Linked DNA regions of Mus musculus: all the other regions are linked to region 1. The links are chromatin contacts, called in public promoter capture Hi-C maps. All regions are on one chromosome and are shown on one strand. Each heading gives the region's core, a stretch centred on a gene start, on an enhancer-like site or on the middle of the called end of the contact. The rest is flanking DNA. Distances are from core to core; before and after follow the strand shown. Region 1 has its middle 17 kb from the start of Usp40. Region 2 overlaps Atg16l1 (autophagy related 16-like 1 (S. cerevisiae)). Region 3 overlaps Mroh2a (maestro heat-like repeat family member 2A).

The links. Capture Hi-C pulls out chosen DNA fragments and counts their contacts.
Region 2: a contact with region 1 is called in a promoter capture Hi-C map of liver. The contact joins two enhancer-like sites. A contact is called at or near these places in 3 of 9 other capture datasets (adipose tissue, liver and macrophages).
Region 3: a contact with region 1 is called in a promoter capture Hi-C map of liver. The contact joins two enhancer-like sites. A contact is called at or near these places in 1 of 115 datasets of contacts at active chromatin or transcription factors (cardiomyocytes) and 1 of 9 other capture datasets (liver).

The regions. Positions count from the first base shown.
Region 1 is chr1:88,023,290-88,027,230 of GRCm38.p6, reverse strand. It overlaps the pseudogene Gm5832 and the pseudogene Gm15375. Among named protein-coding and RNA genes, the nearest start is that of Usp40, 17 kb to the right of the region's middle. Within about 2 kb of position 2,105, at least 3 of the 459 cell types and tissues checked have an H3K27ac peak or open chromatin away from gene starts, as enhancers often do. A contact at or near this core is called in liver, where this site is marked.
Region 2 is chr1:87,771,814-87,775,754 of GRCm38.p6, reverse strand. Atg16l1 (autophagy related 16-like 1 (S. cerevisiae)) reads right to left here. Exons shown (of 18, transcript NM_029846.4): 7 at 1,524-1,610; 8 at 886-942. Among named protein-coding and RNA genes, the nearest start is that of Atg16l1, 18 kb to the right of the region's middle. Within about 2 kb of position 2,269, at least 19 of the 459 cell types and tissues checked have an H3K27ac peak or open chromatin away from gene starts, as enhancers often do. A contact at or near this core is called in liver, where this site is marked.
Region 3 is chr1:88,259,191-88,263,131 of GRCm38.p6, reverse strand. Mroh2a (maestro heat-like repeat family member 2A) reads right to left here. Exons shown (of 42, transcript NM_001281466.1): 40 at 3,911-3,941; 41 at 3,537-3,602; 42 at 843-3,227. The coding sequence ends at 3,106. Hjurp (Holliday junction recognition protein) reads left to right here. Exons shown (of 8, transcript NM_198652.2): 8 at 1-3,941. Among named protein-coding and RNA genes, the nearest start is that of Hjurp, 16 kb to the left of the region's middle. Within about 2 kb of position 2,296, at least 90 of the 459 cell types and tissues checked have an H3K27ac peak or open chromatin away from gene starts, as enhancers often do. A contact at or near this core is called in liver, where this site is marked.

The DNA.
Region 1 (3,941 bases), core at 856-3,355:
AAACACAGAGACCCACAGCAAGACATTTCAGGGAGACAGACCCTGGAATACACAGCTCTAAAGGAGATATCTCCATCAAATCCCTTCCGTCAGAGCTCAGGGAACTCCAAGGAGGAGGAAGCAGGAAGAATTGGGGAGAAGGAATTGACACAGGGCACCAGAAAAACAAAGCCCTGTAAAACAACTCAGCAAAGCTCAAAAGAACTCACAGATACTGACACAGTGCACACAGGGCCAACATGGGGTTGCACCAGGTCAGCTGCAGATAGATGTACTTTAGTTTTCAGTATAGTACTGTTATGGAACTCTGAATGTGTCAGCAAGTGGTTCCCACAGTCTGGTATATGAGAATAGTATGATTCTTGTGCCTTGTCTTGGGCCACATTGATTTTTCTGTTGAATTGTCCAGCACTGAAATGTAAATTTCTGTTTTATCTGGTGTGTTCTTAAAAACAAGAAACTGACAGACATTACATCCTAGGTATCATATCAATAACTTTTGAAGTTTGGGCAATCTGTATGAGTACTCCTATAGAGGATAACCTACACATACTGAATGCTGCTCCAAGGCTTGAAGTGTTTTGTCAATGTTTACAAAAACATTAAAATGCAGCTTGAAGGGGTTTTGTTCTTGTTGTTGTTTTTGTTGTTGTTGTTATCTCTCTAAATTCCTCTTCTAGGTTAGAATACAAATGATCCGGTGGCATTATGGCATTTTCAGAGGTTCAGTGCTTTCCTCTGGCTCTCTCCACTCCCCAGCTGCCCAGCATTACCTCCACATGTTCTCTTCCTGCCCCTGAATAGTCCTGCTTCTGTGTTGAAGTGGCATGTCTATCATTACTGTCCTTGCTCCTACTCAGGAAAGTTTTCTTTCCTCTCCCCTTACTAATCATGACCTACACACACAATGTGAATCATAAAAGTAAATTCAAAATTTGATTGTACCTTGGAATTTATGTATAAATATCTCACAGCTGTACACATCCATATCAATAAGTCACCTATATGGAAATTATTCTCCTAATTAGAAATTGGCAAAGAACAATTCTCTAACCCAAAAGAAATTGCATATACAAGAATACAAACAGTAAATCACAAATCAGTAAAGAATTTCTTTATATATTGTCCAAAGCTAGAGTTCTCCTCATGTGCTAAAGCATATATAACATACCTTGGAAAGTGGCTTCCCCTGGAGACAGTTCATCCCACCAACAAAGACCATGTTGGGCATCACAGGTCTGGGGAACTCCAACACAAAGTCAGTGCATAACAACCAAATAGACACTGGGCAAAAGAGGTCTGTCATAGTCACTGGGGTCTGCAGAACTTCAGAGGCAATTTCAACAGCAGTTTTGTAAAGATAGGGGCAAAATACATCGTCTTGAATGTAGATAAGATGGTTCCACACTCTCTCCTTGAAAGTCATGGTGCCTGTGTATTTTGAGAAAAGTCCAGGAACATAAGAAGGAAGACTCGGACACTGGGCACCCTCTTCAAGATAGTAGCAAAATGAAAGTCTTGCAAAGATCACTGATGGGAGTGACAGATATTTGGCAATAGTTAAGCCACACATATCAAAAGGATTCAGAAACACTGCATCAAAAGAAGTCTGCTTCAATTACTCCACTAACTTCTTGTCGTTAAACAAACTCCTACAGTGTGAAAACATCAGTTTAAAGAAACCACTGGCTGAGCCTGTCATGAAAGAACGTATACTTTGTTCTGGAGTTTTCCATTGAGTGTAAGTAAAATACTTGAACTCTCTCTCCAGGTCCTCCAGAGTGTGAGAAATTGAGTATGTCTTCATTGTACAATTCAGGGATTTCCCCAGCCGCCAACTCACCTCTGGGATTACTACCACCACCTCATGCCCTCTCTGAATGAGTTTCTCCACAACCATCTGCATGTCAAACCAGTGGCTCCCATCCATGGGCACCACCAGCAGCCTGCCTGCCTGGACCAAGCCTGAGGCCAGGAGCAGACATAGAGGAAAGGAGGCAGGAAAGGTTGCAGGAGTCATGTTAAAAATCAGAGCCCAGAGTAATCCAGTTGCTATGACTGTAGGATTTTCTAATAGTTAGAAACACAAGACCTTCTGCAGTGTACACATGTATTTGCATGTTTGCAAGTGACGTTAAATTCAGTGTTAATGATTTACTCAAAAGAGCAATACTTAACTGCACTGACAGAAATATCTTTCATATGCTCTCCAGGTAAAAAATGGTTATGATCTTTGCTTAGGAAATATCATGACTTCTATTTCAGAAACAGTTTGGAATGAGTCATGAAACAATATTTTAGGTGTTGACAATTCCGAAAAAGTAAGAGGCTGCCTTAAAGGGGTCTCTTCAACTACCACACGGTCATTTATACAGCATAGGAACTGAAGCTCAGCAGGAGAGACAGTGAGAGTCACCAAGTAGAGGTAGAGAGTGCTAGAGGTCACACAGAAGCAGGATACTCCCTAAAGGACACATTTTGTTTTAAAGGACTTCTCAGGTCTCAAATCAATTCTAAGTTGCTTTGAGTTCATGGATCTGAGAGTTTAGGAGTCTTGACTGACAGGTACTGAGCCTTGGGACTCTGCCCTGCTGTAGGACTCCAGTCATCTAATAAGCCAGCCACTGTCCCTGTCAAAATAGGAAACACTCACTGTTTTAGATATTCACTAGGAGGCTTTTGTTCTTTTAAGCAACGTTTCTAAGACAGGATGGCTTTTATTTCTAAGCCTGGCTTTTGGACAGACATCTGGACACAAGATAGAAGATGAAGAGCACCTGACCTCTAAAAACTCGTTGACTCCAATGATGAGGGTCAGATTACTTTACTCCAGGCACCATGGCTGGGGGTGGGGGCGAGGGTGTGTGGGAGGGTTGGAGAGAGGTGCTCTTCTAGGAACCAATGGGCCTGAAGCCTAGGACTTGCATCTTTCATCACAGTTCCTGGAGAGACTGATGGACTTAGTCCTGGTATTGAGTGAGGCAGGATATAATGACTATGTAAGGCAGTGTCTTTTTTTTAAAGAATGGAACTTTAATCTTTATTTACAGGACATGACAGGGTATGAAATTCCAAATAGAAATAAATTCAGAGGACAGCTTCATAGAGTATGTACAGTTTATAACTGTTCAAGTATAGTTTCTTTTGTAAAAAGTGCGACAATAACAAACCACATTTAAAAAGAGTTCTTAGTAGAGAAAACAGTAAGACAAATCTATGAGAACATAGAATAGCACAGCACATAGCTATTTTGTGCCTTGGCTGGACATTAGAAGTTAAAGGTCCCGGGAGCTCCATCCTGAACTTGGAAGGCAAAGCCTTCAGAGGTAGTTTCTGGCAACACATTTTGATCTTCCTCCACTGAGAAGTACTTCTTAATTAAGTTCAATGAGGCCTTGTATACAGACTCATTTTCATGGCTCTGTAGTGCTTCAATTTTATCCAATCCTCCACACTCTTCAATCATTATACTGAGCTTTTCTGTCACACATAGTTTCTCTGCAGCCTGAAAGATATTTGATGTGGCATCAAGAATAACCTGAATAATCTTGGTATCTTTTGCACTCAGGAGGTTCATCAAAGGTTCTGTTATCCCACAATGAATGAGATATACAATCTGCTCAACAGTCCCACCGCTGGTATAGTTGGTTATAGCCCACACGGCCTCCTTCTGTGTCTTAATGTCTGCCTTAGAGAGGACACCAACAAGAAGGGGGACTAGGCTGTGATTCACAACTTGCTGTATCTGGTCCTGGCGTCCAGCTGTAATGTTTGACATTGTCCATGTGGCCTCCTTCTGAATGTTAGTTTTGGGGTTTGTTAGCAGGCTGGGAAAGACTGCAAGTGCTCCTGCATCTATCACTTTCTGAGTCTGTACATCTGTTCCAGTGACAATATAACCTATGGCTCTTAGTGCAGGAGTCACAATGGGCAGTTCAGTA
Region 2 (3,941 bases), core at 1,020-3,519, 250 kb after region 1:
AAGGAATAACACAAAGGCAGACATTATACAAAACTGCACAGGATCAGTATCCATGAGATTGCCAGAAAAGCCTCAATGATGACCTCGTTTAAGCAGTGTGCCCGTGCTAATAGCTGTTGTCTTTCTAGACCCTCCAAAATTCAGGGTTCATACCATCTCACTCAAATGACAAGAAAGAGTTAGCCATACCTTACTTCTTGTTTGCTAACTCATGGGCTCCAAAACCCAGCACTGAAGCAGTCTCAAATGAAAGCTGCTTCCCTGTCAGTCAACTGTGGGAAAACCGTCTCGACCTAACACACTAGCTAGCTTAGAGGCGAACTCCTGGCACTTTGAAATACTGTTTTACGCTTACGATTTCCATGCCTATTTACAACCACCCTCAGTTTTTACACTGTGGTCAAGGCAAAGTCAAAGGCATGCTAAGAGAAGAGCATCAAGAGCGCAATGACTGCATGGAGCCCAACCTGACTGCCCAGCTCCAGGGCTCCAGCATTCATTCCTAGGAGCATGCAAAGCATCCTGGTTAGCATGTGGACATCGATGATTGCGGGCAGCACAGCGTGATCAGCACGATTATCAATAACCCACACTCACATGCTGGGCTGAGAGGGTAATATTTTCACCTGGCAGCATCAGAAGAATGATGTCCCAAAAGGGGAGATTCGGACAGACTAAAGGGAAAGGCCATAGATCAGCTCGCAGCAAGATAAAAAGAAAGGAAGTTGCAGAAAGAGGAAGAAGCTAAACGACAAGCTGAATTAAGGCATCCTTGTTCTTGGAACCACTGAAATTCTGGTGTACATTAAAAATAATACATCACATACATATGCTTAGGAATATTTACACATTTTCAAAAGGAAAGGTGAAGGTCTTCTAACCTACCCAAAGATATTAGTGATAGAATCCAGAAGGCCTCCAGCAGGCTGCGAGAGTCGCTTACTAAAGAGGAGGGGAGGATAGGTTTAAACCTTAGAAACATTTTGCCCCAAATCAAAACAGCCCCTAAAAATAAGTACCTGGGAATACACTTTCCATTCCCAAATCCCAGCCAAGACAAACTCAACACAGCATTTGAACCACCAGGAAATAGTAAGGAGGGAGAAGGAAAACCCAGCCTACTGTCTTAAAGAAACAAAAGGCTCTCAGGATTAACCTGATCTTCCTGCAAATGACAAGGAATCTGTCTAACATACCTAAACACTTCTGGGTACTCATGGTAAATCCAATGCATTCTTTCAGCTCTACTTTAACAAGACCCTAAGTATCTGTCCTTGTGTCCTAGGCTCTCATCACTATGTATAATAAAGTTTAACGGTTCACTCATCTCTCAGAAGGCCATTGTACCTGTTTGTGTTAGAAATGTTAGGCCACTGGTACCCTGTCTCCCTTCCACTCTCCTCTCTGTGGGGTGGACAGGGCGTGGGGGCTCTGGGTACATATGACTAGGTTCTCATGTCCACAAATGAGCAGTCACAGTGATGCTGGCGCTTGCCTTTCGCCCACCCAGCCAGTCCACTCACGTAGCTGCTCTGCTGACAGCTCGGACGGGAGAGGTCTCTTCTGTGTGGTCTGAGGTCTCATCCACAATGACTTCAATGTCATCATCCCTGGAAAGAAATGAAAGAGCATCTGTCATTGTGCCAAACAGGAGGTGTGCAAAGGCCAGTACCACATTCTATTGATGGATTCTCTCTGGAGACTTGGTTGCAAAGTGATGGTGAAGAAGAAAAGGGAACTCCACGATGTGAGAAACTAACGGTTGTACCTACTCAAAACCAACAGTGCCAAATGAGAATAAAGAATTTCCCAAAGCAAAACCTAAACGTGTGTGCTTCTGATGGCTAGAGTCTGCACACTTCCTGTGATACCCATGCTCCTTTATCCCAGCGGATGCCAGGCACCTCTGGAATTCCTCTCCCTACATATTCTTGTAGGTCAATTCTTTCCTGATGGTATGGGAGGCAAGCAATTATTTTGATATTAATGATCACTTGTGTTGCAATCTTCATGAGCAAAATAGCTTAATAAATTAAGAGATCACCACCACTTCCTGTTTGGAGGCTTAGGAATGTGAAGGCTAGATTTGTTTTTCCTTTCAGTGACTGTCTGGATAATGAGCATATATACTTAAGAACCTGTTACACCAAGGCCAAGTAAATTGATTTTTCCCTTATTTACTCTAGGATTACACAGAACTGCCTCACACTCTTGGCTGGGGTAGAGAAGAGAATAAAGAACATGGCTGTGCCTGGTTTCCTACTTGGCTGGCTTTCCTAGACCTAGAGTTTGAGAGTCAAAGGAGAAAGACGGCAAGAGGAGCTGAGTCTACAGTCATGCTCTGATGGGGTTTCAACACCCCAGAAAATACCAGGACCTGCCAAGTCATCACCTCTAGCCCAAAACGTGCATGTTTCCAACCCACACTGGCACAGCCCTGAGGAGCACACAGACTAGGGAAGCCTCTTTAGCAGGCCCTCCCAGATTTGCATTTCAGCACAAGCTCTCTATGTGGAGTCCTGGGCAGGATGCTGGATCCTTTTCATCTAGTCACCTGGTTACATTGGCAAACAAGAGGCAAGACATGACACTACCTTTTTTTCTTGTTTTTCTTTTTAAAGTAACCAAATCTCATTTTTAGGCAACCTGTGGGAAGCCACATGTGCCGTTGCAGAGTGGCACTGACTACTGCTGGCCACCACGCATAAGTTTGGACAAACAACCAATGTGTACATATGCAGTAAAGTTTTTTGCAAAGACACTGCCTGGCCCGGGCATGATAATGAGGTTCTGTAAGGTACTGAGAGTATAACCAATCAGATGTGAGACATGCAAATGAGGTATGATAATGAGGTTCTGTAAGCTACTGAGAGAGTAACCAATCAGATGTGAGACATGCAAATGAGGTATGATAATGAGGTTCTGTGAGGTACTGAGAGAGAGTAGCCAATCAGATGAGGAACATGCAAATGAGGCGTAGTACATAACCAATCCGGGTGTAAGACACGCCTCTCCTAGGCCTATAAAAGCAGCACCAGTTCTGGGCTCGGGGTCTTTTCGCCTCTACAATCAAGCTCTCCCAATAAATGTGTGCAGAAGGATCCTGTTGCAGCGTTGTTCTTCCTGGCCAATCGAGCACGCGCAAGAGCAACCCATTTATTTACTTTGTGGGTATGAAAAAATACACCAAGACCAGTTTTCTCCATTGAGGTCAGGAGACACACACATTCATGTTCTCTCCTTCTAGAGCAAAGGTTTAGCAGAACAACTTTCATTTCTTCAAGGAGGGGGTGTATGGGTGGACAGCTCGGGTTTAAACCACTCCTCTTCACTTAAAAGAAAGCAATAAAAATTCTATTTTTTAAAAATGTAAGTTTACTTATGTATGTTTAGCCTGCATGTATGTATGTAGGAGGTCAGAAGAGGGCACTGGGTCTTATAGCTGGAGATAGAGAGATGGCTGTGAGCCACCATGTGGGCACTCAGCAAGAACAAGCATTTTAAACTGCTGAGACCTCTCAGCCCAGGAGCCAATACACGTTTACGTAACAGTAGGTCTGAAGCTAAGATATTCCAGCAGAAAACCCATCCTGAATCAGAGCAGAGAGGACGATTACTGAAACACCCACCACTTAACAGACCTTCCAGTGCCAGGCTCTCCATCTTCATTAGCAGGTGGACTAGGGAGAGCTGATTCAATTTCATTTCTTTTTGCAGAGATCACTGACCTCACTTATGCTTAAAAAAACTGGACAAACTTCCACTAAGGTGACAGACCAAGAGAGTAAGAGACTGATAGCACAGCACAGATTACATGATCATGTAATCATCTGATAAGAGAAAGGCCAATGATCCGAGTGTCCACAGAAACCGTAAGGCGGCTCTGTGTGCAGGAAGTTAGTCATGAACAGCTGACTGCTGTCAACAAGGAAAATTTCTTA
Region 3 (3,941 bases), core at 1,047-3,546, 240 kb before region 1:
AGGTATATGGTTAGCATTACCAATGTCGGTCTGCCCTGCGGACCTGTTTGTCTTCTCTGACTCTGGCATGCCGTCTAGAGTATGCTCCACATTTTGTGTTTTGAAACATCACTTGCTCGTGACACCTACAGTTGAGCCCCCAGACACAGTGATCCTTGAAAGTAAATAAGACTGTTCCGTTTTTTAAAGAGACAGCCAGCTGAAACTGCCTGAGCTTCACCCACAAGAAGAAATCCCAAGGTCTTGATGCTTTTAGAAGAAATATTTAAAACAATTCTGAATTCTTTCCAAATGTTCTTGCAGCCATGCAGCACCCACGAGGCCTCTGATGCTACTTGAGGTGGTGTCTAGTTGCCAATAGCTAGTATTCCTGAACAATTTCAGTTACCCCGTGGGTGGTAACAGAACTCAAGTGACCAACTATCTAGGGACAGTTGTTAGTACACTGCCTCTTGTGTTTTTCAATGTAAGACTGAAGAGCAGGCTTTTCTCCTGTCCTTCCCTTACAATGGTTCCTGAGTTCCCACCTCCACACCCACCCCATCCCCCACCCCCATTTGCAGTACTTGTGAGTCAGCTGTAACAGTTGACCATCATCTGGCCACCAGCCAAGCTGCTGACAGCAAACTGCTAATAAATTGCTGTAAGGGGAGAAGGCTGAGATGAGGGTGCAGGTTTGGCCTGTTCTGTTGAGGTTTCTTTCTGGCTATAGACAAAACACCTCCGGGAGGTGGAGCGAGATCCTGTGACAACAAAGTTCATGGCTGGGTACGCTGACTCACTCAGGATGCTAGCGTTAGAGAAGCTAAAACAAGAGGGTCACTACAGAGTAAGAGCCTGTCTCAAAAAAAAAAGGTACCATTTTTATTGTGAGGGCTCCATGTAGCCTTCCTGGCCTACACAGTGTTGAGCCCAGACAACACTGCACTGGGTTCAGGGCTTCATCTGAATTTGAAGAACTCGTGTTGGTATAGCAATAAATCTGAGAGCCTGGCACCTTGCAGGATGCCTATTTTGGCAGTGCATGAACCTCCAGAGTAGGCATGACCTCTGTAGCGAGACCAACCCTTCTTTGGGCCTGACCCTTCCTGAGAACACAGGGGTCCGGAATCCCCTAGTGGAGGAGGCTGAGCTGGCCTGGGCAAGGGTGGAAGTCGAGTATCTGAGCGCTGCTAAAGGAGCCGCTAACTGATAACTTCTCTGCTTTTAACTCAAAGAATATTGGCTACTCTGCAGGTTTGCTTCACAGTTGACAGGAGCTTGCCCCAAGGGAGCACTTCTTATATTGGAGGTGTGTCCCCAGGTAGTAGCACTGGTAGATGCGTGCACCTGTGGGCTGAGGTTGATTTCCCAGAGTGGTTACAAAAGCCCAGGCCTGACTTCACCCAATTCTCTAGTTTACTGTTTGTCTGCTTGGGCGTTTTTTGCTGGTGGTGGTAGTGAGTGAGTGGGTTTGTTTGTTTGCAAGTGGTGCCTGCTCTGCCCCCACATATCCTCATATCTGACACCAGGCCCTCACCAGATCTCTCGTCTACCACAAGAGTTGGCCTTGGGTTTCTAAAACTAAGTTAAACCGTTATATAGATTAGGAGTGTCCAGCCTCGAGTATTTTGTGATAGTGATAGGAAACTGGTGTTATCTGGAGGGGCCCACATGGGTTGTGGACATGTGTATGTGCACAACACTGCCACACTCTTAGAATGAATACAGTATAACTTGCCGAATAGCCTTTACAAATGGCTACCCAGTAGAGCGATGTAAGAGACGCTTCTCACCCATTGGTGCTCTCTGCTGGCAGTGACAAACATGGTGTGTCTTCCTTCACCTGTGGTGATTTTTTTTCTCTGCTTTTGAGGCACTAAGGATGAACCCAAGCTTCGTGCTTGCTTGTTGAGCGCTGACAGCCCCACACCCCAATCTGCTTTCATTTGAGGTTGGGCATACTGCCCTGACTATCCTGACTTCACCGGGGTTCTCAGGGCACTCACTGTTCTATTCACCTCTGTTAGAATTGGGTTTCCTCTTGAGTCCACACCACCCCATCTCATGTTATACAGATCACAAATAACCTCCCCTCTGTGATTTGTTAGTTTTCTGGTGTTATGCAGAGTTACATTTTACAATGGTTAGAGAGCTTAGACCTTTTACACTTTCTGAATTCTATTCCTTTTTAAAAGAAAAGTCCCATCAGAGACAGGCCCCTGCCCTCGGTTCTGCTGGTCACCCTTTGGCCTCTAAGTGTTCTGCCCAGGTGGAAGGGGAGCCCTGGGCACAGATGTGTGTGCATATGTTACGTGACACATCCTGGGCTAGTGTACAAGCACAGCCAGAGTCGTCGGTACCAGCACTTCTCTATTTACTCTATTGGAGCGGAAAGGTTGCAGAAATCACCGCTGTGAGAAGCCTCAGCAAGTGAATTGCTTCAGACAGGGTGAGCATCTCTCCTGTGGAGGTGCTGCCTTGAGCATTTTTTCCTGCCCTGGCCTCAGTAGCAACCCAAGGATGAGAAAGTTGTCCTTGCTCTCTTTTCTTCCCCTTCCAGATTTCTAGCCATGGGACTAATTACCCTTTTGGTTGCCCCACCAAACTGTTCCGGGCGGGCCCCACTAGACTCCTGATCCAGTGGCCCAAACACTGATAATCTCGGGTCTCTGAGAAAGGGGAAGGGTAGGCTTTGTGTGAGTACCGTCTCCCAGGTGTAGCGCTTCACAGTGTCTATGCATGCATCTGCCTTTTTGCTTTAGGAACAAGGTCCCTGGGGACAGGCTGGGCAGTAGTTTGATCTCCCCTTGCCTGTCACCATGCCCCGCTGTGAGTACACATCAGGACACATGGGAGAGCATGCTTGTCCACCCCCACAAAGGCTCAGCTGAGGAGGAAGAGGCCTACAGGGCTGAAGCTGCCCTTTGCCCCGTGGTTGGCTCTGGGATGTGATGGCCACACAGCCAGGAGCCTGCACTCGGGAGAGCAGTGGAGATATATTTCAGAGGGAGAGGAGAGTTGGATACCCATTCTTTTACAACAGTTTTTCTACAAATGAAAAGTGATTTGCCTTGCTGTGGCAGGTGTGACACCGATGAAGCAGTTCACTCGCATCAGGGCCACTTACGGCAGTCCTCTGGGTGACGCTAAGAGCCAGTGCTGATTGCAGCTGTCCAGGACTTTGAGGGTCTCCAAGGCTGCCCTCCTGACCCCAGCGTCTGAGTCTAGCTGCAGGTCCTGGAGAGCTGAGAGGGGACAAAAAGCACAGGTCTTTGAGTCAGGACCACATGCACTCAGCCCACTGCAGACTGAGGCAGGCCGACTCATTTTTCCACACCCTCCACAGACCTGTCAGGTGGCCTGACACCACTAACAGGGACAGCAGAAACATGTGAGAATGGTGCCCACCAAATGCTCTCCCTGGAAACCTCTCCCTACATTCAATTGTTCTCTCTAGGCCCAGCTACTCCTTCTTCCCCCATTAGCCCACAGCCAAGGGTCACCAAGCCCCTAGTGAGCCATCCATTTCTACCACTGAGTCCACGCTACTTAACAATTGCGAAGTCCCACAAGGTCCATCTTTTTCAGATAATGGGCAGACAGCTGCTTCATAATAATTCCTGAAATGATAGATGTACAGTCATGCCTTAACTCCAGTGAGGGGTCGCCAGGCCCACAGGGCTGGCTGCCTCCCAGAAAGAGAGGCAGGCACACATTGACCTGTGAAGACATCAGTCAAGTGTCTTATCTGGCTGAAGTTGGCAGTGTGCAAGATCAGGGGAGCATGAAACAGGACTGGCAGACCTAGTGTTGCAAGCTAGACTAGGGCTCGCCCTCCTCCCACCTCAGCTGCTTTGACTCCCCCATCCAAACCCAGGATTAACTATGTGGCTTCAAGATCCCCCCTGAACCTGGACACGTGTCTCACCCGCCAAGTTGCAGGCAGCAATTCTGATCCT